Regions from separate parts of the Mus musculus genome. Here regions 2, 3, 4 and 5 are each linked to region 1. The links are chromatin contacts, called in public ChIA-PET and promoter capture Hi-C maps. All regions are on one chromosome and are shown on one strand. The core of a region is the stretch at or near the end of the contact, and the rest is flanking DNA. Distances in the headings are between cores, read along the strand shown. Region 1 holds the start of Ntmt1 (N-terminal Xaa-Pro-Lys N-methyltransferase 1). Region 2 holds the start of Sptan1 (spectrin alpha, non-erythrocytic 1). Region 3 holds the start of Zdhhc12 (zinc finger, DHHC domain containing 12). Region 4 holds the start of Tbc1d13 (TBC1 domain family, member 13). Region 5 holds the start of Spout1 (SPOUT domain containing methyltransferase 1).

Region 1 (5,197 bases), core at 1,841-4,340:
CACACCATCTAAGGCTGCCCAGCACAGCATCCTGAGATATGGTACTTCCCCATCCTTTTGGTTCTCTCCAGGCTGTTCTTTGCATGGGGTATTTTATGGTCTGTTCCTGGAGCTGGTGAATTATGGCCTAGTTCCTGGGACTGATGACTTAGGGGCGTGTATGGCTAGTTCCAAGAACAGAGCCTTCCCTTTTGAAGTCAGGCCTGGTCCTACAATGAGATCATCCTCTCAACAGTAGGGTAGGCCGGATCGGAGCCTGGCTCTGCTTACCAGCTGTGCAAGCTCAGATAGGGCCCTTAGCGGGTACAGTGTGTTCCATGCCTATATCGCTAGCACTCAGGAGGCTGAGGCAAGAGGATCAGGAGATCAAAACCAGCCTGATTCAAGAAACCAAACACAGTTCAGTTGGCAGTGTTTGCCTAAGATGCACAAAAGCCTGGGTTCAAGCCTCAGGACCCCCAAAACTGAACATGGTGCGCACGCCTGTAATCCCAGCACTTCAAAGGCTGAAGCAGGTAGGTCAGGAGTTCAAAATCATCCTTGGCTACAAAGTGACTTTGAGGCTAGCCTAGACTACATGAAATATTGTATCAAAAAATAAAAGAAGAAACAACTTGGGCTGCAGATCCAGGGCCCTCACCTCCACCTCTCAAAATAAATGACTAAATAACAAGCAAGATACTCTGCTATAAATTATTCTTAATATAAATATAAACGGCAAATTTAAATGGCCTGTATTTCTTTACCTTATGCTAGTCCCCAATAACTACACAAGAAAGCCAAGATTTATTTAAGTCCGCATCTCAATAACTGAACAATCAGATGGTCTCCCTTAGCCTTCTATGGTAATCTAGCCACCTCCCAGACACAGCCCGTGTGAGCTCTCTCCAGACCCTTTCTTCATAGCTCCAAATTCCCCATCCTCCCTGATGATCTCCGAATCTCCCTCTCCTATCTCCTTCCTCTGGTTGGCAGATGAACGGCCCTCTTCCCTATTCTGCCCAGGTATTGGTGAGATCAGCATTGACAAAACAGAGAATAAATGGTAAAAAAAAAAACTGTTTACATAGACTTAAGACCAGAGATTCTTATCCACATCTAAAAAAAGATAACTAAGGCAGAGAAATCAGCATTTGAATTACACAGCGTATAAACACAGTCTGCCTACCCATTGTGCCTGTCCTCCTCTTTTCACTCTGAGACCATGGCTGGTCTGAAACTCACCCTGAACTTCATAGAGAAGCTGTAGTTATTAAACAAGCCTGAGAAGCCCCAGGCTCCACTGTGGAAGGCACATACTCTCTTGAGCGTACAGTTCTCCACTGTCAGAGACGTTTGGTGAGATGGTTCAGCTGTTAGAGCGAGCACTGCCTGCTCTTCTCAGCATCTCACAGTGGAAAAGCTCCAAACCAGCAATCACTGCGGTTCCTGGTGATCTGATGCCTTCCCTTTGCCTTCCTGGGCCCTGCCCCCATAGACAGATAATCAAATATAAAAATAATTTAAAAAAAAAAAGCCTTAAACACGGAGGCTGGAGACAAGCTCCAGTCAAGAACACCAGCTGCTCTTCCAGAGGTCCTGAGTTCAATTCCCAGCAACCACATGGTAGCTCACAACCATCTGTAATGGGATCTGATGCCCTCTTCTGGAGTGTCTGAAGACATCAAAAGTATACTTGCATACATATAACAAATTTTTTTTTTTTTTTTTTTTGGTTTTTTGAGACAGAATTTCTCTGTGTAGCCCTGGCTGTCCTGGAACTCACTCTGTAGACCAGGCTGGCCTTGAACTCAGAAATCCGCCTGCCTCTGCCTCCCAAGTGCTGGGATTAAAGGTGTGCAGCACCACTGCCCGGCAATAAATAAATCTTTAAAAAAAATCTTAAAACACAATTTTTCTCTCTGTCTTTCTGTCTGGTTTTTGAAATAGGGTTTCTCTGTGTAGCCTTGACTGTCCTAGAACTCATTCTGTAGACCAGGTTGGCCTCAAACCCAGAGATCCACCTGCCTCTGCCTCCTGGATGCTGGGATTAGAGGCGTGTGCCACCTCTGCCTAGTTCAAACATAGTTAAAAAGATCAAGTAAGGAAAACGTGTTAAAACCTCCAAATCACACAGACCCTGGTAAAGCTGGAGCCCACCTATGAGATCATGTGGCCTTTGGTCAGTCCAGAAGATGCAAACACAAGCTCCGGGTACACCCAGAACCACACACCTGCAGACTCTGACCTTTTGATTATGTGGCTCTGGCCTTCAGGAAAGCATCCCCCCTCCCCCCAACACACACACAAGCACACACACAGGAAAGCCAGCTTAAGGAAACGATGTGCCTTAAAACAGCACTTGGGAAAGGACCAAAAGTTAGGAGAGGATTTAGGCTTCTCACTTAGACCCCAGTCACTGAGTGCCCCACCCCATACATCATTGTCATCAGTTACAGCACCTGTCCTAGGCCCTTATCAAAAGGATTAAAGACCAAAATGATCACACAGTTGGTGGAGCAGCAAAGCCTGGAGCATCTGGAAAAGATGGCAGGCAGCCTTGCAGAAGAGAGGCTGACCTTGGCCTCAAGGGCTCATGACAGTAACGATGTTGGCCAGAGCTGGAGGCAGTTAAACGTGATGGCAACCCGTGCAACCAAGCACTTAACTGCGAGGACTTGAGCCAAGCACGGCGCCGATTCCACACACCAACCTTGCAGTGGCTGCTTTCCTTATCTCAGAGGGGAAACTGAGGACTGGAAAGTGATGTACGGGCGCGAGTGAAGATACGTCTTGCCAGCCTCCACCAACGTGGCTTCCTCCAACCCAATCCGTGGTCACCAGAGTCCCTGCCCAGGTCTGATCGGTGAACCTCCATGGGACGTGCACGTGGGCCAGGGCCAGGCCCAGGTCACTTGACGACGGGGCCTCACCGCTTCAGGCAGTTGGGGTGAGCACCTCCCTCCTCCCTGGCCGCGTCCCTCGCGATACTTACCTGGGTCGGGGCTCCAGGGACCCGAGAGAAAAGGACGGGTTGAGAAGGAGGCTGGCAAAGACCGTAGCCCACAGCAGCCGCCACCACTCTACCGGACCAGACACCTCGCGGCCTCTGCCTTTGTCCGCACACGTCACTTCCCCGAGCCTGGAGGGGGCTGGACTCAAGATCGCTCCGCCCCGAGGCCAGTTCACTCCGCCCCAAGACTAGCTCATCCCTCTCCACAGACAGATAGCCCCTCCCCAGGGCCAGATCGCCGCGTCCCACAGGCAGCTCACGTCCAGATCGTCCCTCCCCCACAGCCAACTCCGCCCTCTCCAGGGCCTGCTCACACCTCTCCACGCCCCCACAGCCAACCCCGCTCCACGGCCTGCTCACTCGACACGCCCAGAACTTCTCTCCGCGCGACTAACTCGCCCCTCCCCACGCCCAGCTCGCCCAAACACAAGACCAGCTAGTTCCGCCCCACGGCCAATTCGCCCCTCCCCATCGCTACCTCGCTTGTCCCCGAGGCCAGTTCACCCCGCCCCCTGGCCAGATCGCCGCACTCCAAGGTTTGATCGCCCTATTCTTCGGCCAGATCGCCTTTTCCTTCGGGATCCTAACCCAGTTTTTTGCCTACGCGCAGGGACTTCATGATGAAGGATCCACAGCTGATATCTCACACACTTGAGGGTGTAGCTCTTTTAAGACAAGAGTCCAACTGAGTTCTGGCCGTAAACTTCAGGATCCTTCTGCATCATCGACGTGGTTGCTGGGGTTACAGGCACGCGCCTCCATGCGCCACAAGGCTGGATTCTTAAAAACCAACATCATGAGAGTTTTCCACCCTAAAAGGAGAATTAAGCCGGGCGTTGTTGGCGCACGCCTTTAATCTCAGCACTCGGGAGGCAGAGGCAGGCGGATTTCGAGGCCAACCTGGTCTACAAAGTGAGTTCCAGGACAGCCAGGGCTATACAGAGAAACCCTGTCGGGGGGGGGGGGGGAGGAGGATTAAAAGCCATTGTTGCTCAAATCCACCCATGCCCACTAGTATATTAAAATAATATATCAACCCAGGAAAGAGAACAGGAAAGAAAGGCTTTGACAGAGGTAAGGATTGCCAGGCCAAATAAAGCAGAAATCTAGAAGTTTGCCCTCCTGAGGACCGCCCTTCCCTATCCACTCAGACAATCTGCACCGGGTCTTGAAGGAAAGATGAGCTTGCTGCATGCAAACCCCCTCTAACCGCCTCGGAGTTCTAAGTTGCCTCTTCTAACTGGTGGATGTAATGATTCAGCTACAATACTCTGAGGGTTAAATTTGTGGGATTTGCGAGTTTAGGCTAGAGTCTAGTGGGGCTTGCAGGCAATGAAGGTTATCATAATAAGTATTTTTGCCTTAAGCTCACCTCTGTTGGCTGACACACCGGCTGTTAGACATACTTGTCATGCCTCCTGGGCTCTGCATTACAGTAGGTGCTTAAAGTTGTGTTTTGCTTTTACTTATTCTTTTTTTTTTTTTTTTCCTTTTCTGGATCAGTGCCTTGCTAGGTAACCCAGGATGGCCTGAAACTCACAGTGATCCTCCTGCCTTTGAAATGCTGGGATTGAAAGAATGCACTACCACACCTAATGTGTATTTACACATTAATACTGAAAGCAATAGAGGCTTAGGAGGCGGAAAAATCCTACCCCCAATTGAGTCCCCACCCCAAATCTGTGCACCTAATAGTTGATAGCTACTCTGGGTTATTCTAGGTATTACCTGGTTTCAATAGTTCAAAGAGCTATTCACCACCCCAAAGTGGTGAATACTTGTAATCCCAGCACCTGGGAAGTGGAGGCCGGAAGACAAGGAATTAAAGGTTATCTTTTGCCGCACAATGAACTTAACACCAGCCTACACTACCAGAGACCTAGTCTCAAAAACAAAAGCCAAGGAGCTGAAAAGATGACTTGTGACTCAGCAGTTAAGAGTGCTTGTTGGGGCTTTAGAGATGGCTCAGTGGTTGAGGGCACTGGCTGCTCTTCCAAAGAACCTATATTCAAATCCCAGCAACCACATGGCAGCTCACAACTGTCTGTAACTCAAAGATCTCACACCCTCACACAGACATATGTGCAGGCAAAATGCCAAAGCACATGAACATAAAAACAAAAATAAATTATCTTAAGAAAGGAAGGAAGGAAAGAAGGAAGAGTGCTTCCTGCTTTTACAGAGAACTAGAATTCTGTTCCCAGG
Region 2 (5,197 bases), core at 776-3,275, 840 kb after region 1:
TCCAGCTACTTTGGAAGCTAAGGGTGGAGAAATAAGCTTGAGTCCAGGATCTGAGACATATAACAAGGCCTCCTTTCTTTTAAGAGGGGTAAAAGTCCAGGGTGGTGGCAGCCAGGCTTGTTGGCAGGAGCAATGAGTTCAAGACCAGCTATACCCAACTACATAGATTCAGGATGAGCTACGGGTCAAGATCTTGTCTCAAAAGTAGGGAATAGAATTGCATATCTATATGTCTCCAGGCCTTGGGTTTATCATAAGAACTGTTTCACATTTGTCTGGTATAGGGCAAACTTTGAAATCCATCCTTTTTATCTAGGTCCCTGGATAACAGTCAACACACTTTGAGGGTCCCTTTGAGGAATTAATGACCCAGTTACTAAAAAAGGCTTATTGTTAATTTCCTGCAGGGGATCTACTGCAGCACATTTTTTTTTTCCAACTTTGACTTCAATTTGACCTTTAAAATCTAAGACATTTAGTATGAGTGGGAACCTTGGCTCAATGGCTTCATGCAACTCACTGTTGCTAGTGCTATTCTTAAGCTCTTGTTTCCTGGCTACAAGACACCCCCACCCTGCCATCTTTGATACATTCTGTTTTACTTAAGTCCAATTGCTATGACAACGCAATTTCTGAACACATTATTAAAATACTTCATATGGTTGGTTTCTCTTGTATTCCTTGACAGTCATAATAATTAGCTTTTTGAAAATACCAAGGGTAAAGAACAAACGACTTAAAATGTTTTGGGTCTCTATATAGAAAAACCTGATTATCTGAGAGGCTGAGGCAGGAAAATCCTGAGTTTGAGGCCGGCCTGAGCTATTCAGCAAATTCCAGGCCAGCTGGAGTTACACTGTAAGAGCCTGTAGAGAGAGGGACAGAGACAGAAACAGAGAGATGAAAGTCAACAAAGCCCTATGAAGTGTAGCAGTTCGAAATGATTTCACCCTTTCTGGGACATTCATTTAAAACACACCGACCCTTACTTACATAGAAGCCCTCTTGATGTGTGTGTGTGTGTGTGTGTTTGTGTGTGTGCGCGCGCGTGTGTGCATATGTGTGTGTGTAATTCTAGTACCTGAGAGGATTTTAAAATCAAATTTTTCCTGGAGAAGCATTTCATCAAATTTGCAGGGATAGCTTCAGACAAAAGACTGTTCTATCACTTCACACTGGCACAGCAGTAGAATTTGACCAAAAAAAAACCCCCAAAAAACAAAAAACCCAGAAGCCTTCGACTTAATGTCTTATATAGAAAGAAAAGAGCTGTAAGCTATTAAGTTATTTATTGGATTTGGATCTCCTCCAACCAAGCGGCACCGCATCTAACTATTATACTGGAGCAGGTCGGCACTGGAGAGAAAAGACATTTATTACCAGGAAAGAAAAAGGAGGCCTTTCTGCGGCCGGAGGGCCCGGGACCGCCACACAGGATGAAATTAAGGTCAGCGAGCCCTTCACTGCAGACAGGAGGCTCCGAGAGGTGCGAGCGCCGCAGTTGCGGGCGACGGGCGGTGCGGGGGCGCTCGCGGGTGGGTGCTGCCGAGGACCACCCCCCGCCACCTGCCGCGACGGGTGGGGCCGCGGGCGCAGGAAGGGGCCTTCGCGTACCTTCGGCGGACCGTGACACTCCAGGTCGCCGCCCGGCTCTGCCGCGCCCCGCAGCCCACGCGCCACAAAAGGCGGCGGCGGGGGCCCACGGAGCCGCCCGCGAGGCTCCGCAGCTCATCTGTCCACATCGCTCCGGTGCTCGGCCTCCCGCGGCCTTTCCCTTCCCGCCCACCGCCCTTTCTTACCGGCTCCTGGGGGTGAGGGGCGTGGGTCGCCGCGCTGAGGGCTGCTGAGGAAAAAGATGCGCCGCCGCGGCCCCTGCCTCACGCCGTTCGCTCCGCAGCGGATAGTGACGGCGGCGCGCGCGCACTGTGGCTTTTATAAGCGGCCGCGCGCGCCCCCGCGGCGGCCGAGCGCGAGCGTGAGGGAAGTGCCCCGGTTGGCGACGCGAGAGGCGGGACTCGCTGCTCCACTGCAGTACGGAGAGGACCGAGCGCGTCCGGAAGGAGCCGAAGCTGCGGGGCGGGGTGGTGGGGGTTGGGGTAAAGGACGGGAACGCGCTTGCGAGGGGTGCGGGGCGCGGCACAGAGCGGAGCAGCCGCCGCAGCCGCCCGCCGCGGCGTGGGACCCGAGCAATCCTGCCCCGCCCAGTCCGCCCTGCAGAGAATCTGTGCCGCACCCCTCCGCCCTGGGAGCCCTTCCGAGACTGCGGCGAAGGGCAGGGCGGGGCCCGCCGCCGCAGTCAGGCTGGGGATGTTGCTGCCCTGGCCGGAAAGACGCCCTGTCCCTTTCGGATGATCTCACTGGAATGTTGGCTCCCTCTTTGCACTTTTTCTGGGGGAGGCTTGGCTCTGGAAGACCCAAGTCTGCCTGTTCTGGTGGGGGATGGGGCCAAAAAAAAAAAAAAAAGATGATATAAGGATCCGTGTTTGAGGAGGTGGTAGGGAAAAAAATCCCGGTTAGGGAAAAAAAAAAAAAAAAAAAAGACTGATTTGTGGCGTAAGACTTTATTTCAGGATATGGAGAATTCTTCAGCAATCTTCCTGTTGCCAGTAGACAGAGTGTATTCGTCCCAGTTGATAAACGACATTACTATTTCTTTCCCCAGTATTAATTGAACTTTGCTGTTTAGCTGACACCGCACGTGCTTTGGGCTTTTAATCTCTGCTCTTATTTTACAAGGTAGATGTTGCCTTTCCCATTTTACAAATTAGCATCCTGATGACATAGAAGGTAGCTCTCTCCCCAGGTCAAGCACGAAGCAGCAATCAGAGAACCTAAGATTTGAACACAAGCGTTAAGCAAGTGGGTGCTAGACTTCTGAGAAAAGGAAAACACAATTTCTGTAATTTTTTTCTTATACACAACCCTTTTCAGGGCCTGGCTCTGAACTAAACTCTGTAGCCAGGCTCCCCTACTGCAAAAGCTCTTTCCCTTCCTCCATTTTGGGTGACAGCTGTGTGGCAACCATTGGAGTAGCACCCAGCTCATTCCTGTGTAGTCAGGCAGCTCTGCCAGGCATCAGCCTCCTGGTTACCAAGCCACCCTCCTATTTAAATAATTATAAAGAACTGGGCATTGCTCCAGAACTGGGATGAGGCCCAGTCCCAAGCTTCCTGGTCCTCTGCACTTTGGTTTCTGCTGAGCCTAGGATCTGCAAGGTGACTTCTAAGCTACTCTGACTGTAGGCATGATGGTGAAAGAACATTCCTAGTCATTTTCCTTGGAGAGGAGAGATTTAAAAAATAAAAAAAATAAAATAAAAAGGGAGTGGCCACAGCTCAGCGGCAGCTTCACAGACTCCTGAGATCCAAAAGGCAGGTGCTTGGAGGACAGCATTTAATGCCATCTTCTTTACAGAGAAAACTGGTTGAGGAGCTACTTCCTGGACTGGGCTTTTTTTCCTTTTCTTTTTTGTTTTTCCAGACAGGATTTCCCTTTGTAGTTTTGGCTGTCGTGAAACTTGCTCTGTAGACCAGGCAGGCCTCAAACACAGAGATCCCCCTGCCTCTTTCTCCTGAGTGGTGGGATGAAAGGCATGCAGAAATGCTGTGCATTTCTGAAAACAGCTGATGGTGACCATAGTAACCACCTCTTCAGTCAGCTGCAGCAAATTTAAAACTCAGATGTTCAGCACTGGGTACAAAATGGCTAGTATAACTTAACTCTCCACAATGTCTAAGACCTGATACTTCGGTGGCAAGGGCTCTCTGGGCTGGGCTCCATACTGAAAATAGGGGTTCTACTGTTTCTCCCAAATGCCAAACAAATCCAAGACCTAAAGGGAGCTCTCTTCTGACTGGGAAACTAAAATCCTGCTGGTTGGTCCATTTTCTGATCGGAAGAATGGTCAGGATAACGGCACCCACAGGCACCCACCCTGTTCTCATCTGGCAGGAGAAATGAGCCATCAAAAAGCCATTGCTCATGGTTTCTATTGTTGCTCCCCTCCCTCCCACCAATTTCAGCGCATGCCTCACACTATTATGTGTGGGCATGGGGAAGGGATATTGCAGATAATAACCTTGTTTTTAATGAGAACTTCACAGGGACAAAATAAAGCAAGCACAGCCCAGTGTGACAGCGCGGTTCCGCTCCACGTTCTTGGCCACACCTCTACTGGCCTCCTTACAAGCAGAGAATCCAAGAGAATTCTAAGCTTCTCTTGATTACTGCAGCCCCTAGACTTAAAACTCTAGCTAGCCCTGGTCCCCTGTTCTAAAGGTCAGTTGTTGGTTGGGGAAATATGCTAATTGTTACCTGTCCACTTCTCTACCGCTATCCTGCACTCTCTCTACAAAGTCAAGTGCTTGTATTATTTTTTCCTCCCTGTAAAGCTGATTGGGAAGGATCATGCCCAGAAAATTACTTTCCCCAGAGCTGCAGGAGCAGAGCTGGCAAGCCAGTCACACAACTCTTCCAAACATAGTGACTATGTAAAACCTGAGGGCATTATGCTAAGTGAAACGAGCCAGACAGAAGGACCAATATTAAATGATTCTGCATACCTTACAATCTGCAACTGCTGGGTCTCAGAGATAACAGTACTGGATGGGGGAAAGGGGGAAAGGACCAGTTTCCATTTTGGAGGAGAAAGTTCCGGCAGTCTGGGTTGGGCACTTCTGAACACATTCTACCATGTAGACTATTTCCTAAAACATTTACTACATTTATTCATGTGTGTTATATGAAGGTCAGAGGGCAACATGCACAAGTTGGTTCTCCTTGTGGATTCTGGGGTTCAAACGCAGGTCATCAGGCTTGGTGGCATGTACCCTTCTTAACCCAGAGCCATCCTGGAGTACTGGGATTAACGGCATGTAATTTTTTTGTTTAAGATAAGGTGCCAGCTGTGGCCTAGTCTATCCTGGAGTTCATGGCAATCCTCCTGCTTCAGCTGCTTCAGTGTTATGATTGCAGGAGGTGGTACCACCATACCCAGATTTTCCTGCTAAGCTTTTCATTATCTAGAGCCTGGCCTAACGATGACATAGTCATTCCAGAGCCTAGAAAGGCTTGTAGAGTTTACCATCGCTTGGCACTGTTTCTTACTGCTTTTCTCCATGGACCAGTTTACCTGCTTCGAAAGCACAGGACTAGCTGGGACGTGGCCAGCAGCTCTTGTAGGAGCTCATGTACTTCT
Region 3 (5,197 bases), core at 1,952-4,451, 710 kb after region 1:
GGCATCTCAGACAGGGCATTGCCATGGCGAGCACAGAGACAGTCCCACTGAGATGCAGGGAACATGCAGGTTCAGGTGGGAGGGCAGAGCTCACAGCTGCTCACACACCTGCCATGTGTTCTCAGACCACACAGAGGGTGAGCAGGAGTGCCAGGATCAGATTAAACAGTTCTGGGAGCTGGCATGCTGTCTGCATCCTTCCTGGTAGAACAGGGGTCCCCTCTTCGCCCCAGCAGAGCCCACAACAGTGCCTTCTACCATTGGCAGCCCACAGGGCTGAGGCAGAAAAGCTGTCTGTCACATGTGGGTGTTTGCCTTGAACTTGAGGGCCATGTGAGTCTGGGAGGGAGCTGGATGTGCATGCCTAATGTGTACACATGTATGGGGCTTCCCCTTGTCCACGACACATTCTCAGCCCACAGATGGGTACATGCACTCAAGAGGTGATGTGCCTTCTCACCTCAGGTTGCCATAGCAAAGGAGGGGGCACAGGGTCCCCCCGGATGCACAGTGTGCTCCTAGCCCAGGTGCCTGCTCTTGCCAGTGTCTAGAACACTGCTTCCTGCTCACTCCATCCCACTACCTGGCCACTTGTTGATGCTGAGGCTATGGCACCTGCCACTCCATGGCTGTGAACAGCCCATCAGGGCTTTGCTAAGGGTCAGCACACAGCACAGAACCCTGGGTTTCCAGGGCTCTTTATAAATTCATTTTAGTTGTTTTGTGTGTGTACACTACTTGTGTACAGTGCCCATGGTGGCCAGAAGAGGGCAGCAGGTCACAACTATATGGTCTGAGTGCTGAGACCCAAACTTCTCTGGAAGAGTGGCAAGCATGAACCTCTCCTGGCTGCCCATCCAGGGATCTTTCTTACTGGCTGTGCCACAAGGAGCCCTACCACTAAGACTGAGTTCCACTCCCAGGACCCATATATTGAGAGAGAAGAGACCACCCACCCAAAAAAGTACAAATAAATACACTGATTTTTTTGTTTTTTGTTTTTATTGAGACAGGGTTTCTTGGTGTATGTAGCCTTAGCCATCCTGGAACTTGCTTTGTAGACCAGGCTGGCTTCAAACTCCACCTGCCTCTCGGCCTCAGAGTGCTGGGATTAAAAGCACCACCATGGGAAAACCAAAACAAAAACACCCCACTGGCTAGGGAGATGCCCTGGTGGTTAGGAGCACTTGTATATCCCACCCACATACACACACACCCACACACACACTCCCAATGAGGGTTTCTCTGTGTATTCCTGCTGTCTTGGAACTACACAAGTAGTTCTGTAGACTACACTGGCTGGTCTCAAACTCCAAAGATCCACTTACCTGCCTCTGCCTCACCAGCCAGCTGCCCCACCCCAAAATAAGACCTTTCTCTCTATGTAGCTCTGGCTGCCCTGAAACTATGAAAACTAGGCTACCTCTGCCTTTGAGTACAGAGATTAAGGCGTGCACCACCATGCCCCACTGTACTTGTGGCTCTTGCAAGGGACCTCAGTTCAGTTTCTAGCACTCACATGGTGCTCATAACCATCTGTAACTCCAGAGGACCTGGTTACTCTTAGAACCTCTGCAAACACTAGGCATGAACATGGTGCACAGATATACATTCAGGAAAAATATCCACACACAGTCAGCCTGTAAGCCTGCTGACCTGATTTCTGTCCCTGGAACCCACATGGCAGGAGAGAGCCAACAGCTAGGGTTGTCCTTTCATTTCTGTGAGCCAGCTATCACATCAGCTTGCACACACACACACTCCCTGACTCACAAATGGTTGTGTACTTTGTTTTGATCTTTTTGTTTTATTTTTCTATGGACAGCTGGCCTAGAACTCATTATGTGGACCAGGCTGCCCTTTGCCTGTCTCTACATCCCAAAGAATTGGATTAAAGGTGTGGGCAGGGGCTGGAGAGATGGCTCAGTGGTTAAGAGCACTGGCTGCTTTTCCAGAGGTCCTGAGTTCAATTCCCAGCAACCACATGGTGGCTCACAACCATTTGTAATGCAATCTGATGCCCTTAAGTGTATCTTAAGTGACAGTGTACTTACATAAAACAAATAAATAAATCTTTAACAACAACAAAAAGGTGTGGACAGCCCAACCCCTTCTTTGGGAACTAGCTTTTATGTCACACAATTAGTTGGCTTTAGTCCCCTCCCTCCACATGTATAGAGGATGGCCTTGAATTTTCTTGCCTCTATCACCAGTTTGTTGAGATTTCAGGCATGTACCACCATATCATATATACCATGCTGGGGCGATAACCCAGCCTTTAGTGCTTGCTAGACAGTCTACCAATTGTGTTAATCCCCAGCCTCTGTTTAATCTCATATGGAATAGTATGATTGGCCCTAACCGCCCCCCGTCCCCCCGTCCCCCAATACACACTCGCGCGGGTGCGTGCGCGCGCACACACGATGGACAACCAATCCTTCCATAACCACCCTGGCCATAGGAAGTCAGTTCTTCAGAAAAAGGGATGTCTATTTGACCAAAACAAATCCCAAGAGCATGCACACTGGGCTTTGGGCTAGAAGAGGGTCATCAGGTGGAAGTCAGCTGAATGGGGGAGGTTCAAGGAACACAAGGAGAGAAAGTCAGTCTGGTTGGGCCGTGGTGGTAGCAGGGGAGACAAATACCTGTCTAAGACGCGGGTACTATTACCAACCCCATTGAAGAGGCAGAAAGTAGCCTAAAGAAGCTCAGTAACTTGCCTCGAGAGTCATAGGCCGGACAATTATTTCTCTGACTCCAAGCTGGGCCATGCGTGTCCAGACTCCGCACCAGAACCCTCCTTTTTCCCATCATCCGTTTGCAAAATCAGAAAACGAATAAGAGGAAAGTGTGTCATCAAGGCGTGCCCTCCTGCAAGCCCGGCCCATCGCCCCTTGGGAGCAAGCTCCGCGTGGCCTCCGGGGATCAAAGATGGGCACGCATGCGCATGCGGGGGTGGGGTTGTCTTCGGAGGCTTCCGCCTCCCGGGTTTTGCAAAGTTACCTGGCCCACAGGAGGCGGAGTTAGGGAGTTGTAGGCTGTGCGCGCGCGGGCCCCGCCTTCAGCCTCCTCGGGCACCTGTTGGCCTGAGGGGCCGCCGGTGGCACCCAATAGACAGCCTCCCTGAGCCGCCCGTGCCCCGCCTCTAATGCAGAGCCACCAATCCCCGCGTTGCTGCAGCCCCGCTGCCCCGCGGCCCCACCTTCTGCGCGCTTCTTCCGGGTGGGCTCGGGCGGGGGCCAAGGCCATGGCTCTTTGGCCGCCGCTTAACTCTGGGATGCTGGTGCGGACTGGGCACACCGTGCTGACCTGGGGAATCACTCTGGTGCTCTTCCTGCACGACACCGGTGAGCCGGACACCGCGCCACCCCGAGCCCACCCGATCACGCGTGGGTATACCGGGGTCCCCCTAATCCTCAGACACATTGAAATCTCCATTTCTATCTCCCACCAGTTCCTCAAGCGTCTTTCTCCTATGTCGGTCCGGGGATCATCCTCTCTCCGCCTGATTCCCAAGTTGGACCCTAATTAATCCCAGTAATTTTCTGTCATCGATAGATGTCCATCCATCCAAAGACCACCAGAGCCCATCAGAGGACCAACTAGAGGCCCCATCTCTCCCATCCCTGGGCTCTACCTGTCCTTCCCAGAAATTGCCTCCCAACCCCTCCCTAAATAAGATTAAGAAATCCGCTAGACTTAAGGACTTGGCTTTCCGGTCCACTCCCCAAATCCTATGAGCCGACTAACTACCCCAAGGGACGCCACTATAGCGAGGAGCAGGTTTCCCACCTTCGCCTGGTAGCATCTCCTTTCCCCATCATTCCCTTCACCCCCTTCCTGCCCCCTCCTAGGTTTCCCTTCCAGAAGGAACAGAGCCCACCAGAGGCTTCCTCTGTAGCCCTCCTCCATCGCTTTTGCCCTTTGTCCTCAGGCTTCCACACCAGGAGTCAGCCACCTTCAAAACCTCCTTGGCTCTCTTTCACCCAAGGGTACCAGAGTTGCCTACGCTCAGCTGTCTGGTGTCACCACGTCCATCACTTCTTAGCCCTCCCTCCTCTCCATAATCCTCCTTCACTGCCATGGGCTTAAACAGGCTGGCTGGCACCTTCCTAGCTGGAGCTCCTGGCTGGCTCCACCCTCTTCCAGGGCTGACTCTTCCCCTGGGGAGCCCCCTTCCTCCTGCCTCCCTCAGGTCTAGCCTCCATATCACCTCCAGCTACTTTCTTTCTACCCCCACCGCCTCCTGCCCTTCCCTTTTGCTATGGTTCTCACTGTCCTCTGGCCTCCCCAGAGCTACGCCAATGGGAAGAGCAAGGGGAGCTGCTCCTGCCCCTCACATTCCTGCTCCTGGTGCTAAGCTCCCTGCTGCTTTATCTGGCTGTGTCACTCATGGACCCCGGCTATGTGACTACTCAGCCCCAGCCTCAGGTAAGCAAGCAGGGACCTCGAAGGCCAACAGGGGAGTGAGACCTCAATGCTGAGCCCTGAGCTGCACTCAGTGTGGGGGCATCTTGATGAAGCCTCTTGCCTACCCCTGTGTTTTTGCTCCTACAATGATGACATCACCCAAGACCCATGTGGGGACAACTGTCTTACAAAGGTCACCAGACGTCTAGTATGCTGCCATGTGCATGCGTCCCCTCTACATGAGATGGGCCCCAAGTCCTGCACAATGGGGACCGGTGGCACCTAGAGAGATGGCCCCAGCATCGTCTGCCTCCCAAGGTAGGAGAACCCCCAATCTCATAATCTTTGTTTCGTTTTCAGGGCGAGCCCAAGGAGGAACAGGCAGCCATGGTTCCTCAGGCCGTCCCACTCCGGCGCTGCAGACACTGTCTGGTGCTGGTAGGTGATACACACATACTCTTGTGGGGGCAGTCAGGCCATCCTTAACCCTGCCTCCCAAATTTAGGACCTGACTATGGCCTTGAGCATTCTCCCCAAAGGAGGACTCACGGGGGAGGCAGCACTAAGCCTAAACTGCGCTCTGTACCCACAGCAGCCCCTGCGTGCCCGGCACTGTCGTGATTGCCGCCGCTGTGTTCGGCGCTATGATCACCACTGTCCCTGGATGGAGAACTGTGTGGGTGAACGCAACCACCCGCTCTTTGTGGCCTACCTGGCACTGCAGCTGGTAGTTCTGCTGTGGGGCCTGTGCCTGGCATGGTAGGTACCTGGGGGAGCACAGACAGCA
Region 4 (5,197 bases), core at 1,898-4,397, 670 kb after region 1:
GAAGTAGTCCATCCCCAAAGGAGTCCTGGAGGGGAAGCCAAGAGAACACAAAACCCCACAACTTTCAGAAAGACTTCCTCGGACAAGCCAGGAAAATAGCAAAGAGGAGAGGCCGGGAGGAGGTCCATGCAAGACCCAACGGAGTCAGAAACAAGAAGCCCCGCCCGAGGCACACCCACCTTCCAGCAGAGGCACCGCAGTCCGCCCTCACAGGGGATGCCTGTGGACACAGCAGGCAAAGGTCACCCCAAGCCAGAGTTCCAGAACCCCCCAGACCTCTATGCCTTGGAGCCAGCTGGCAGGGAGTGGAGTGGGCAGGAAACACTTCAGGAACCATTCTCTACCAAAGAAATGTCTAAGCAAGCCGGGCATGGTGGCATACGCCTTTGATCCCAGCACTTGGGAGGCAGAGGCAGGCGGATTTCTGAGTTTGATGCTAGCCTGGTCTACAAAGTGAGCTCCAGGACAGCCAGGACTATACAGAGAAACCCTGTCTCGAACCCCCCACCCCACAAAAAAAGAAATGTCTAAGCAGATGCTAACTCTACCTTCTATACTGTCTACAGCCCTGTCCCCAGCCCAGAACTGCGTCTGTACTCTGAACCTTCTCATCTTTGATATTCCTTCCTCAAAGGGCCCTTACCAACTAACCATTCTTTTCAAAGTCAGGCTCTTCTTTTAGGGGAGGGACAGAGTCTCATATAGCCTAAGCTGGTCTCCAAGTTACTGTGGAACTGAGACGGAACTTCTGATCCTCCTGCCTCAGCCTCCTCAGTGGCAGGATTACAAGTGGGTTTTGCCATCACGTCTAATATATAGGGTGCTGAGAGTGGAAAGTGGGGCGCTAGGTAAACGCTCTATAAACTGAGCTATATGCCCAGCCACAGGCTCTTTTCATTTTGTTTTTTGAGACAGGGTCTCACTATGTAGCCCTGCCTGAGCTAGAACTCACTATGTAGACCACCAGGCTGGCCTTGAACTCACAAAGATTCACCTGCCTTTACCTCTTGCTCTAGGATTAAAGGTGTGAATCACTATGCTGGGCAGGCATTAATGTCGCGGTGCTGCTTATAAACAATGGCTCTCTGGTTTCTCCATAGCACCCATAGAAACTGGAATTACATAAAGACCTGAGTATGACTTTAAGTTCTCAGGCAGGCAAAAGCTTATCTATTTGTTGATGCCCCTGTGTCTGTGTCCTGTGCTAGACATAAGCAATGGCTCTGTGGCTTCCCCACATTGGTCCTGTTGAGGGCTCTGTGCCAGACAACCACCATTTCATTCAATTCCCAGTTTAGCTCCAGTAAGGATGGAGGATTAGCTGCATCGTCCTCACTTACAGATAAAGACACGGATCTGTAGACAGAGCAACCAGGATTAAGACAGGTGTGATGTGCAGTCCGAGCTCTGCACAATCAGCACAGGCAGCTTCCCCTCTGGGGCCTCCACACCACTCCAGAATGGGAAGGCCAACTTCTGCAATGCTGTCAGGAGTTCAGAAGAATGGCTCTGAGGGTGGCTTCCCTGACAATGAGCCAATTAACCACCCCACCCCACCCCAATCTGCACGACACAGGCGACTTAAATTCTTTCTTTGAAAAGTTACTAGGCAGTACCACAGGAGCTCTACAAACATCTTGGGATGTTTTTACAGACGGGGTAAAAATCCAGCTATTGCTGTGCTGGAACATTAACCATGTGGGGGGCAAAGTCAAATGTGGTGGAAGTTCAATTCCTTAAAATTGGTGCTCTACGGCTTGAGTTTTAACACTAACCAAAGGTCACTCTCAGCTCTGATCCACAGCCAAGTAGAGAACCCGGGAACCACCCTGCAACTTCCTTAACTCAAGAAACGAGCTGAGAAATGCTGAGAGGCCTTCCCTAGGCACAAAGGGTTACCACCGGTGCAGTCTTCAGGCCACTTCAAGGGATTTGGGGGATCACCCCCCCCCCCCAGCTAAGGGCCAGCTTTCTGCCGGCAGGCAGGTTTCCAGGGAAACCCTGAGTAAAAGTGCATCTTACCACTAAAACTGAGTTCTCGAAGCTTTTCCAACACAATGGAGGGCTCCTTCAGGACATCCTGGAAATCTGCAATCCTTCAAGGGCAGAAAAGGAAACGCCAAGGTAACAGGCTTAATGACCACTCTTGCAGCCAGCCCAAAGATCTTTCACTCCCAACGGTCTCCAACTACCAGCTTAGGGAAGTGGACAATACAAGTTTCTTCCTCTAAGATCTGCCATGTCAACGAAAAGCCATGAGAGGTATTCTAATCCAAAGGGTTTGAAGTGAGAACTTAACATTAAGCACTGTCCACTGTTAGCGAGCTGGCATTTCCTGGGCACTTGCTGCGGCCAAGCCCAGCCCACAGCACACCACTACCCGAATTCACACAACCAAGCTTCCTGCAACCAGGAGTAATTGGATCCACAGACAACAGACTTGTACAATCTCCCCATGGCTCCCGAAGCTCTTGGCTGGGTAAAGGGGAGGGGGCACAGACTTCTCGGGCCTGCCCTCAGGCAAAGACAAAAGACTAAAAATTAGTCCTGGAGTGACCAGAATTTAGCGGGCGTTGCAAGATGTGCCTGGGGTGGGGGTAGGAGGTGGATTTAAGAGGCCAGATTGGAGAACCTGGATCCCCTGGTGTTTCTCATGAGCATGGAGCACAGGGACAGGGGCATTTGGGGGCGGGGGAAGGTGCGAATCCTAGAGCGAGGAAGCGGGGAGGGTAATAGGGGGCTGGACAAGGGAGACACTAGGGAAAGGGGTCCCGAGTGAGAGAGAAAGAAAGGTGACACTGAGGTAAGAGAAGCATCTCTGCTTCTCGCCTCTGCCACACAGGCAATGAGACCGTAAGGGGGCTCGCCGCCGGGGGAGGGGGCTGTTCTTGGCCGCACATGCGCTGAGCAGCTCTCTCTGTGCGAAGGCCCGGCCTGGACGGAGCGGTCTGGGTGCAGTCTTGACCTCAGGTCTCCTTACCGGCTCTTGTGCAGACTCGACATGGTGTTGACTTCCGGACTCCCGAGCTGCTTCTGCAGCCCCAGCTGCCGCCACCGCCACCGCCCCCCTCCCTCCGGGGACACGGGGCGCTGGGCAAAAGCCTCCGGCAGGAAGCAGAACTTGGAGCGTGCGCGTTCCGCGGGGGCGGGGCCGCGCTGGGTCCGCCCAAGGGTCACGTGACGGGGACTTCTTTAAGGCTAGGCAAACCGTCAGTTGAGCGTCAGGACGGCGTGACTGTCAGTGATCCCGCTGGCTATGAGTCTCCCGCCCTCAGTTTCTGATTACTGAATACACTTGTCTATCTCTCTCACTCCCTGTCATTAACTGCGGTACAGTTGTTTGGTTGATTGAACTAGTTGTTTGAACTAGACTTAGTCTCCGGTGTGGTCTCATTCAATGTCGAGTCCTTCCTTATGGAAATGACCCTGTTGCTCAGTAAATACCTCTCGGAGGAGCCGGAGGAGTACAGCTCAAGGTTTCCTTGACTTTGGAAGTTCATAAACTAGAATTCTGGCAAGCCTGGCGGTGGTAGCTCACGCCTTTAATCCCAGCTAGAAGCAGGAGGATCTTTGAACTGACCTACAGAGTTCCAGGACAGGAAGAGCCACACAGAGAAACTCTGTCTTGAAACTCCTCCCCTCCCCCGCACTCCCATCCCCAAGTAGAATTTCTGTAATTGCACAATTTTAAAGCAATAGAAAATGAAAAACAGGAGCTAAGGGTGTAACTCAGTTGGTAAACTCAGTTGTGAGTGTGAACTTAAAAGAGCAACTATGAAAATCATTGGCTAGCATGCACGAAACCAGGTTTCAGGTTCAGCACTCCTTGTAGCTGGATTTGGGGAAACATGCCAGTAATGCCAGCATTTGAGAGGTGGAAGCAGGAAGATCAGAAGTTGAAGGTTCAAGAAGTTCACTCTGCTAGAAGTGAATTCGCTGTTGATGCTCCAGGGAATAAAGCACTCACGTGAGCGTGAGCTCTGGCGTTTGGATCCACAGAATTCATGAAAGAGCTGCCAAGAGGGGCGGGAATGTGCAAGGTTTAGACGGCAAACAGACTCGCTGGACTACCTTCAGTGAATAAAGGGGAGAGCCATCAAGGAAAGCAAATGGCCTTTAGGTCAGGGCCCCTATACACACGTTATTGCTACACATATTTGCACACACAGGCACACAATTTCTTCTGTAAATTATGTGTATGGGTGCTTTGCCTGCATGTATGTCTGTGCACCACTTACCTGCCTGGAGGTCAGAAGAGTGTTGGATTCCTGTGGAACTGGAGTTGTAGATAGTTGTGAGCTGGGAAATGAACTAGACCCTCAGAAAGAGTAACTAGAGCTCTTAACTTCTGAACTATTTCTTCAGTACCCCTCCCACACACACACAATGTTTTTTTTAATTTAAAAAAGAGAGCTGGGGGCTGGAGAGATGGTTCAGTGGTTACGAGCACTACTGCTCTTCCAAAGGTACTGAGTTCAATTCCCAGCAACCACATGGTGTCTCACAACCATCTGTAATGAGATCTGATGCCTTCTTCTGGTCTATCTGAAGACAGCTACAGTGTACTCATATACATAAAATAACTAATTAAATCTTAAAAAAAAAAAAAGCCCAACGTGGTGGCACAGGCCTTTAATCCCAGAACTCGGGAGGCAGAGGCAGGCAGATTTCTGAGTTCAAGGCCAGCCTGGTCTACAAAGTGAGTTCCAGGACAGCCAGGGCTACATAGAGAAACCCTGTCTCGAAAAAACCAAAAAAAAAAAAAAAAAAAAAAAAAAAAAGTATTTGCAGAGTGACATACTTCCTTCAATAAGGCCACATCTCCTAACAGTGTCATCTCCTGTGGCCAAGCATTCAAACACATGAGTCTGTGGGACATTCCTATTCAAACTACCACAACCACCCTTTGTTAATTTGAAACCCAAACTCACTACTCTCAGTGCGGTCTGGACTCACCACCAACTCTGTTCACCTTTTCAAGTTTGCTCTTTTTTTTCTTGAACCTTGATATTCCATATAAGGTGAGTCTTTCAATCTTTCTTTTTTTTTCTTTTTGCTTTGTTTTGTTTTGGTTTTGAGACTGGGTATCTCTGTGTGGCCCTGGCTGTCCTGGCACTCACTCTGTAGAGCAGGCTGGCCTTGAACCCACAGATGTGCCTCCTGCCTCTGTGTCCTGAGCGCTGGGAGTAAAGGCGTG
Region 5 (5,197 bases), core at 759-3,258, 630 kb after region 1:
CCCACATCGCACCTCAAAGAAGTAACTTGGGATGCTGAGGAGATTGTTCTGTGGTTAAGATGACTGGTTTTTCTTCCAGAGACCTGGGTTCAGTTCCCAGCACATACATGGTGTTTTACAATCTACTATAATTTCAGTCCCAGGGGATCCATTTGCCTCCTCAGGCACCAGGCAAGACTCTGGTGCACACACATACATACAGACAAAACACTCATATAAATAAAGTCAAAATTCACACAGCAGGGTGCCCCACACCTGTAATTTCAGCTCCTGGGAGGATAAGGCAGGAGGATGGACATTATCTCAAAAAAACAAACCAAAGCAAGCAAAACAGACAAAAAGAAAGTATGACTAAAAGAGTGATGTAAACTGTAGTTGGCGGTAATAATGTGTCAGGATTGTTCCTCAACTGTAACAAAGTATCGGATCATTGTAAAATGTTAATACAAGCCGGGTGGGCGTGGTGGCACAAGTCTTTAATCCCAGCACTTGCTCGGCACACGCAGGAGGATCTCTGAGTTTGAGGGCATCCTGGTTTACATAGTAAGTTCCAGGACAGCCAGGGCTATATATTAAGGCCTGTTTCAAAAACAACAACAAAAAGTTAATATAAAACTATCAGGCAGAAAAGTTTTTTGGGGAGGAACCTGTTGGTGTTCTGGGTTATACAGGAGAGCAAAGAAAAGGAGACACTGCAGGACCTGTTAGGCTTCTCAGCAGCAGGGGCTCATCCTCTCAGGCATTGAACTTCACATATTTACCATTTTGCAGACCCTCCTTACTGTTACACAAAAGGTACTTGTAGCAAGTCAATTTCTGTATACCAAAACCTGCTACCTTATCTAGGCTTCTCTGAAGGAACCCTACCTAAGCAATACTCAGGCATAACCTACATTCCCAGGCATACCTAAGCAAGTCCCAGGAGACATCCTGGTTTGTCAGGTATGTCTCAGGACTAAGTTATGCAAAGGCTCTGAGAATCCTTGGAAGAGCAACCCCATAAAACCTCAGACAACAATCAATAACTTTACAAAAGGCTTCTTCAAACCCTAGGTACAATCCCTCTGGAATTCATGCCAGATACAATGGCTGCTATTATAGCAGCAGCTAAAAGTCTTCTGCAGGGACTTCTTTCAGTCCTATCTTCTCATTCTTTACTTAAAATGATTTTAAAGTAGACACAGAATGTTGATCAGTGATTTGCATGCTGGAGACCTTGGATTTGATCCAGGGCTGCCAAAAATCAATCAATCAATCAATCACAGCACTCAGGTGGTTGATGGAAGATTGAGTTTGAGGTCAGTCCAAGCTACATAGTAAGACCCTGTATCAATTTCTTTTTTAAAAAATTTAAAGTACTACATGCAAACAAATGAATTAAACTGATAAAGAATAAAGTCTGGGGCTGGCAAGATGGCTCAGCGGGTAAGAGCACCAATTGCTCTTCCAAAGGTCCTGAGTTCAAATCCCAGCAACCACATGGTGGCTCACAACCATCCGTAATGAGATCTGATGCCCTCTTCTGGCACGTCTGAAGACAGCTACAGTGTACTTATGTATAATAATAAATAAATCTTTTTAAAAAACCAAAAGAATAAAGTCTGGACGAGGCTGGGAATATAGCTCACTGGTGGAGCACTAAATTTAGCACGCGTCGGGCCTTAGCTGGAGTCCCAGGAAACTGAATGGATAAATAAAAAGAAAGTGCAAATGAACTGGATAAAGGTAGTCTTTTGTAATTTCCAATAGGGTGCCCTTACATAAAACATGGAAGCTAAATATCACCAGGGTACCTAACAATGGAAAGGGCGGCACATGAGCCTTACTGGGTTCGGACAGCGTAGTGCTGCGAACTCGTTGCCCTGGAGACAGGGTACCAACGCAGCAGCCTCCGCACTCGCACGTGGCGTTTCTGAGCTCCGCCTCAGCCTGGCACCCAGGACACGCCCCACTCTCCGCTGGGCCTCTGATTGGGCAGCTCCGCGGAGGTGTGGCCGGAAGAGGCGAGGCTAACTGGCAGGCGCGCGGTGGGCCTGGAAACATGGCGGAGCGCCCGAGGAAGCGTCCGTGTGGTCCGGTATGTGCGGACCGATGGGTTCCGGGCTAGGCCTGGAATCTGCAGCGTGTCACAGTGGTGTCGGCCCGGGTCTTCTGCTCTCTCCTCTCCCCTCGCCCCTCTCCCGTAGCCTGAGCTTGCAGAGTTAGCTGGTCCGATCTACATTCATTCGCGGGGCGACGGTGTCTTGAGTCCTCTCCTGGCTTATTTTCTGATTCCTAGGGCGACTTTATGGCCATACCTGTCTTCCCCTTGTCTCGGTTTCTTCTTTTGCCCAATGGGGATTCATTCCTCAGCTTCCCGGATCTGATCCCAGGCTTTGTGCACGGCGAGTCCCTGTGTACTTCTACCCTGGTTTGAGAGAGTCAGATGGCGGGAGGCCCGATGGGATGCGCCCCTCCTATGTGTGACCGGTCAGCCTCTCAATCTTCCTCCTTACTTGCAGGGTGAACATGGCCAAAGGGTTGAATGGCGAAAATGGAAACAGCAGAGTAAGTAAAAAGCTGAGGCCGGGTTGGGCAAGCGCACTGAGCCCTCCCTTTCCACAAACCAGCTAATGGCCCGACGAGCCCTCTTTGGGTCTCAGTGTATCCAAGTGAGTGGTGGCAGCCTCTCCAGAGCCTAGGCTAGCCCAGCGAGAAGGAACTCTCCTCCCCATGTCAAGTCCTTTCCCTCCAATAATTCTCCAGAAAAAGAGGAGAAAAAGAAGTGGAAGGACCTCAAGATAATGAAGAAACTGGAGCGGCAGCGTGCCCAAGAGGAAGAGGCTAAACGCCAGGAAGAGGAGGAAGAGGCGGCGGCCCAGAGGAGCAACCAAGGTAAGCAGCTGGGTCGTGAGGTAAGTTGAATCTCTGAGCCATGGGGACATGCAAGGGAGGGAAGGTCCACAGCCTGTCAGGCTGACAGGAACATCCCCTGTCCCTGCTAGGACGGCCTTACACTCTGAGTGTGGCCCTGCCAGGCTCCATCCTGGACAATGCCCAGTCACCTGAGCTCCGCACCTACCTGGCTGGCCAGATCGCCAGAGCCTGCACCATCTTCTGTGTGGATGAGATTGTGGTGTTCGATGAGGAGGGCCAAGATACCAAGTGAGAGTCTCTGGGGAGTGGGGAGGACCAGCAGGGGTGGCCATGGCTTTGTCCTGCTCCTTGTCACCTGCCTGGCTGCCTGGAAGGAGCTCTCAAAGGCAGCTGCAGACTCACTTTTTCTCACCCTTGGTGCTAGAGAGTGGACTCAGGGTTTTGCCCATGGTCTGTGCTGAGGCTCAGCACTTGGATGGTTTGGGTTGTGTTTAGCATTTCTTTATGGTGCTTGTGTACAAACACCAGTGTGGTTCTGGAGACCAGAAGGCCACTTGAGCTGAGCAGTGGTGGCACACGCCTTTCATCCCAGCACTCAGGAGGCAGAGGCAGGTGGATCTCTGAGAGTTCAGTGCCAGTCTGGTCTACAGAGCAAGGTCTGGGACTGCCAGGGCTATGCCAAGAAACCCTGTCCCCAAAAACAAATGAAAAAGAAAGAAAATAAAAAAAAAAGTATAATAAGCCCAGCACTTGGATCTTGAGGTCTGTCTTAATCTTTCCAGGAGTGTGGAAGGAGAATTCAGGGGAGTTGGCAAGAAAGGGCAGGCATGTGTCCAGCTGGCCCGCATCCTACAGTACCTGGAGTGTCCACAGTAAGTGTGAGGTGAGGGCAGTGGCTGGGAGGCAGCCTCCCCAGGATGGACCTGACAGATGCATTCCTCCCTAGGTACCTGAGAAAGGCGTTCTTCCCCAAGCACCAAGATCTGCAGTTTGCAGGTACAGCTAGTGTGCCTGCCCCATTTCCCATGACTCAGCCTTAGGCACCAAGATGGATCCAGGTGGGAACACAGGCTAGGGGTAGAGCCTGGTCCTATCATCACCTCCTGTTCCCTGCCCAGGAATCCTCAACCCCTTGGACAGCCCTCACCACATGCGTCAGGACGAAGAGTCTGAGTTTCGAGAAGGCGTCGTGGTGGACCGGCCCACCAAGGCAGGCCATGGCTCTTTGGTCAACTGTGGAATGAAGAAGGTAGGATTGGGAAGGTGGGCTGTGGTACACTTGGGGACACTTGCTAGCTATAAAAGGTAAGGACACATGAATGAGGAGACCTGAACTCCAGGCCTGCTGAGAAACACTAGTTATCCCAAAGTAGGGCTCAAGCTATGAGCCCCTCGAGGATGGAGAGGTGACTCAGTTTAAAGAGCACTGGCTACTCTTGCAGAGGACCCACATTCAGTGCCCAGCACCCACATGGCGGTTAACATCAGGTGGTTTCAGGGAATCTGGTGCCCTCTTGTGGCCTCCATGGACCCTGGACGGGGCAGGCTGACCTGGGTTATCTGACAACGTGTCCCCTTCACGGTGTGGCACTCACTCACTCCCTCTAGCTTCTCTTCAGGAGGTGAAGATTGACAAGAAACTGGACCCTGGACTTCGGGTGACCGTGCGACTGAACCAGCAGCAGCTCCCAGGTAGGGGGAGCTTCCTGGGCCCTTAGAGCTGCCTGGCTCAGAGCCTCTTCCAAGCCGCCTCTACCTACCAGTTTCCTTGGTCTTCATAGCCTGTTTTGTTTCCCAGAATGCAAGACATACAAAGGAACAGTTGTGTCATCACAGGACCCCCGCACCAAAGCTGGTCTCTACTGGGGCTACACTGTCCGGCTGGCCTCTTGCCTCAGTAAGAGCTGAATTCCCTTCCCTGAATGTCCATCTGTCCCACTTGTGAGACCCACAAGTCAGATCAGGGTCTCTGTCCTACCCAACTGTGTGTATGTTTAGGAGGTGCCTCCTCTAGCCTCTGGTCACATCTCTGGTACCCTAGTCTCCCTGAACATCTCTGTGAATGCTAAGAAATCTGAGAACAGGATGTGCTTGGCCCCCATCCTGTTGCAGTCTCAGCACTAGGGAGGCCAGCACAGGAATCTCACTGTCTGTCTGAGACCAGCTTAGATATGTCAGAGCGAGACCTTGCAGTCTCAAGACAAGTATCATGGCTGCTGAATGTTGTCTGGGGCTTGGGAGCTCCTTCTGCCTACCACAGCCAAGGTCAACTTCCCAAGAGCAGTAGGTGTCTTCTTTACCTGAGCCTGCCCCACTCCCAGGCGCTGTGTTTGCTGAGGCT

The links. ChIA-PET counts read pairs in DNA pulled down with a chosen protein or histone mark. Capture Hi-C pulls out chosen DNA fragments and counts their contacts.
Region 2: an RNA polymerase II ChIA-PET map of memory CD8 T cells shows a contact between it and region 1, with 20 read pairs. The contact joins the promoter of Sptan1 here to the promoter of Ntmt1 in region 1. A contact is called at or near these places in 1 of 39 promoter capture datasets (neural stem cells) and 3 of 115 datasets of contacts at active chromatin or transcription factors (bone marrow-derived macrophages, memory CD8 T cells and pancreatic cancer cells).
Region 3: an RNA polymerase II ChIA-PET map of memory CD8 T cells shows a contact between it and region 1, with 5 times the contacts expected there. The contact joins the promoter of Zdhhc12 here to the promoter of Ntmt1 in region 1. A contact is called at or near these places in 2 of 39 promoter capture datasets (liver and pre-B cells) and 1 of 115 datasets of contacts at active chromatin or transcription factors (memory CD8 T cells).
Region 4: a contact with region 1 is called in an RNA polymerase II ChIA-PET map of memory CD8 T cells, with 60 read pairs. The contact joins the promoter of Tbc1d13 here to the promoter of Ntmt1 in region 1. A contact is called at or near these places in 3 of 39 promoter capture datasets (embryonic stem cells, erythroid cells and pre-B cells), 2 of 484 Hi-C or Micro-C datasets (Sertoli cells and cardiomyocytes), 6 of 115 datasets of contacts at active chromatin or transcription factors (double positive thymocytes, embryonic limb bud, embryonic stem cells and 3 more) and 2 of 9 other capture datasets (embryonic stem cells and pancreatic islet).
Region 5: a promoter capture Hi-C map of pancreatic islet shows a contact between it and region 1. The contact joins the promoter of Spout1 here to the promoter of Ntmt1 in region 1. A contact is called at or near these places in 3 of 39 promoter capture datasets (the 3T3-L1 cell line, the C10 cell line and pre-B cells), 5 of 115 datasets of contacts at active chromatin or transcription factors (bone marrow-derived macrophages, embryonic stem cells, large pre-B cells and 1 more) and 3 of 9 other capture datasets (adipose tissue, liver and pancreatic islet).

The regions. Positions count from the first base shown.
Region 1 is chr2:30,805,861-30,811,057 of GRCm38.p6, reverse strand. It overlaps Ntmt1 (N-terminal Xaa-Pro-Lys N-methyltransferase 1), which reads right to left and starts at 3,090. Exons shown (of 4, transcript NM_170592.3): 1 at 2,975-3,090.
Region 2 is chr2:29,962,388-29,967,584 of GRCm38.p6, reverse strand. It overlaps Sptan1 (spectrin alpha, non-erythrocytic 1), which reads right to left and starts at 2,025. Exons shown (of 57, transcript NM_001177667.1): 1 at 1,800-2,025.
Region 3 is chr2:30,091,639-30,096,835 of GRCm38.p6, reverse strand. It overlaps Zdhhc12 (zinc finger, DHHC domain containing 12), which reads left to right and starts at 3,201. Exons shown (of 5, transcript NM_001037762.1): 1 at 3,201-3,347; 2 at 4,295-4,431; 3 at 4,771-4,848; 4 at 5,003-5,169. The coding sequence starts at 3,248.
Region 4 is chr2:30,131,696-30,136,892 of GRCm38.p6, reverse strand. Tbc1d13 (TBC1 domain family, member 13) reads right to left here and starts at 3,147. Exons shown (of 12, transcript NM_146252.3): 1 at 2,981-3,147; 2 at 2,023-2,096; 3 at 180-220. The coding sequence starts at 3,003.
Region 5 is chr2:30,175,270-30,180,466 of GRCm38.p6, reverse strand. Spout1 (SPOUT domain containing methyltransferase 1) reads left to right here and starts at 2,008. Exons shown (of 12, transcript NM_172660.4): 1 at 2,008-2,077; 2 at 2,502-2,547; 3 at 2,746-2,874; 4 at 2,985-3,144; 5 at 3,639-3,728; 6 at 3,803-3,852; 7 at 3,975-4,105; 8 at 4,476-4,548; 9 at 4,655-4,753; 10 at 5,178-5,197. The coding sequence starts at 2,042.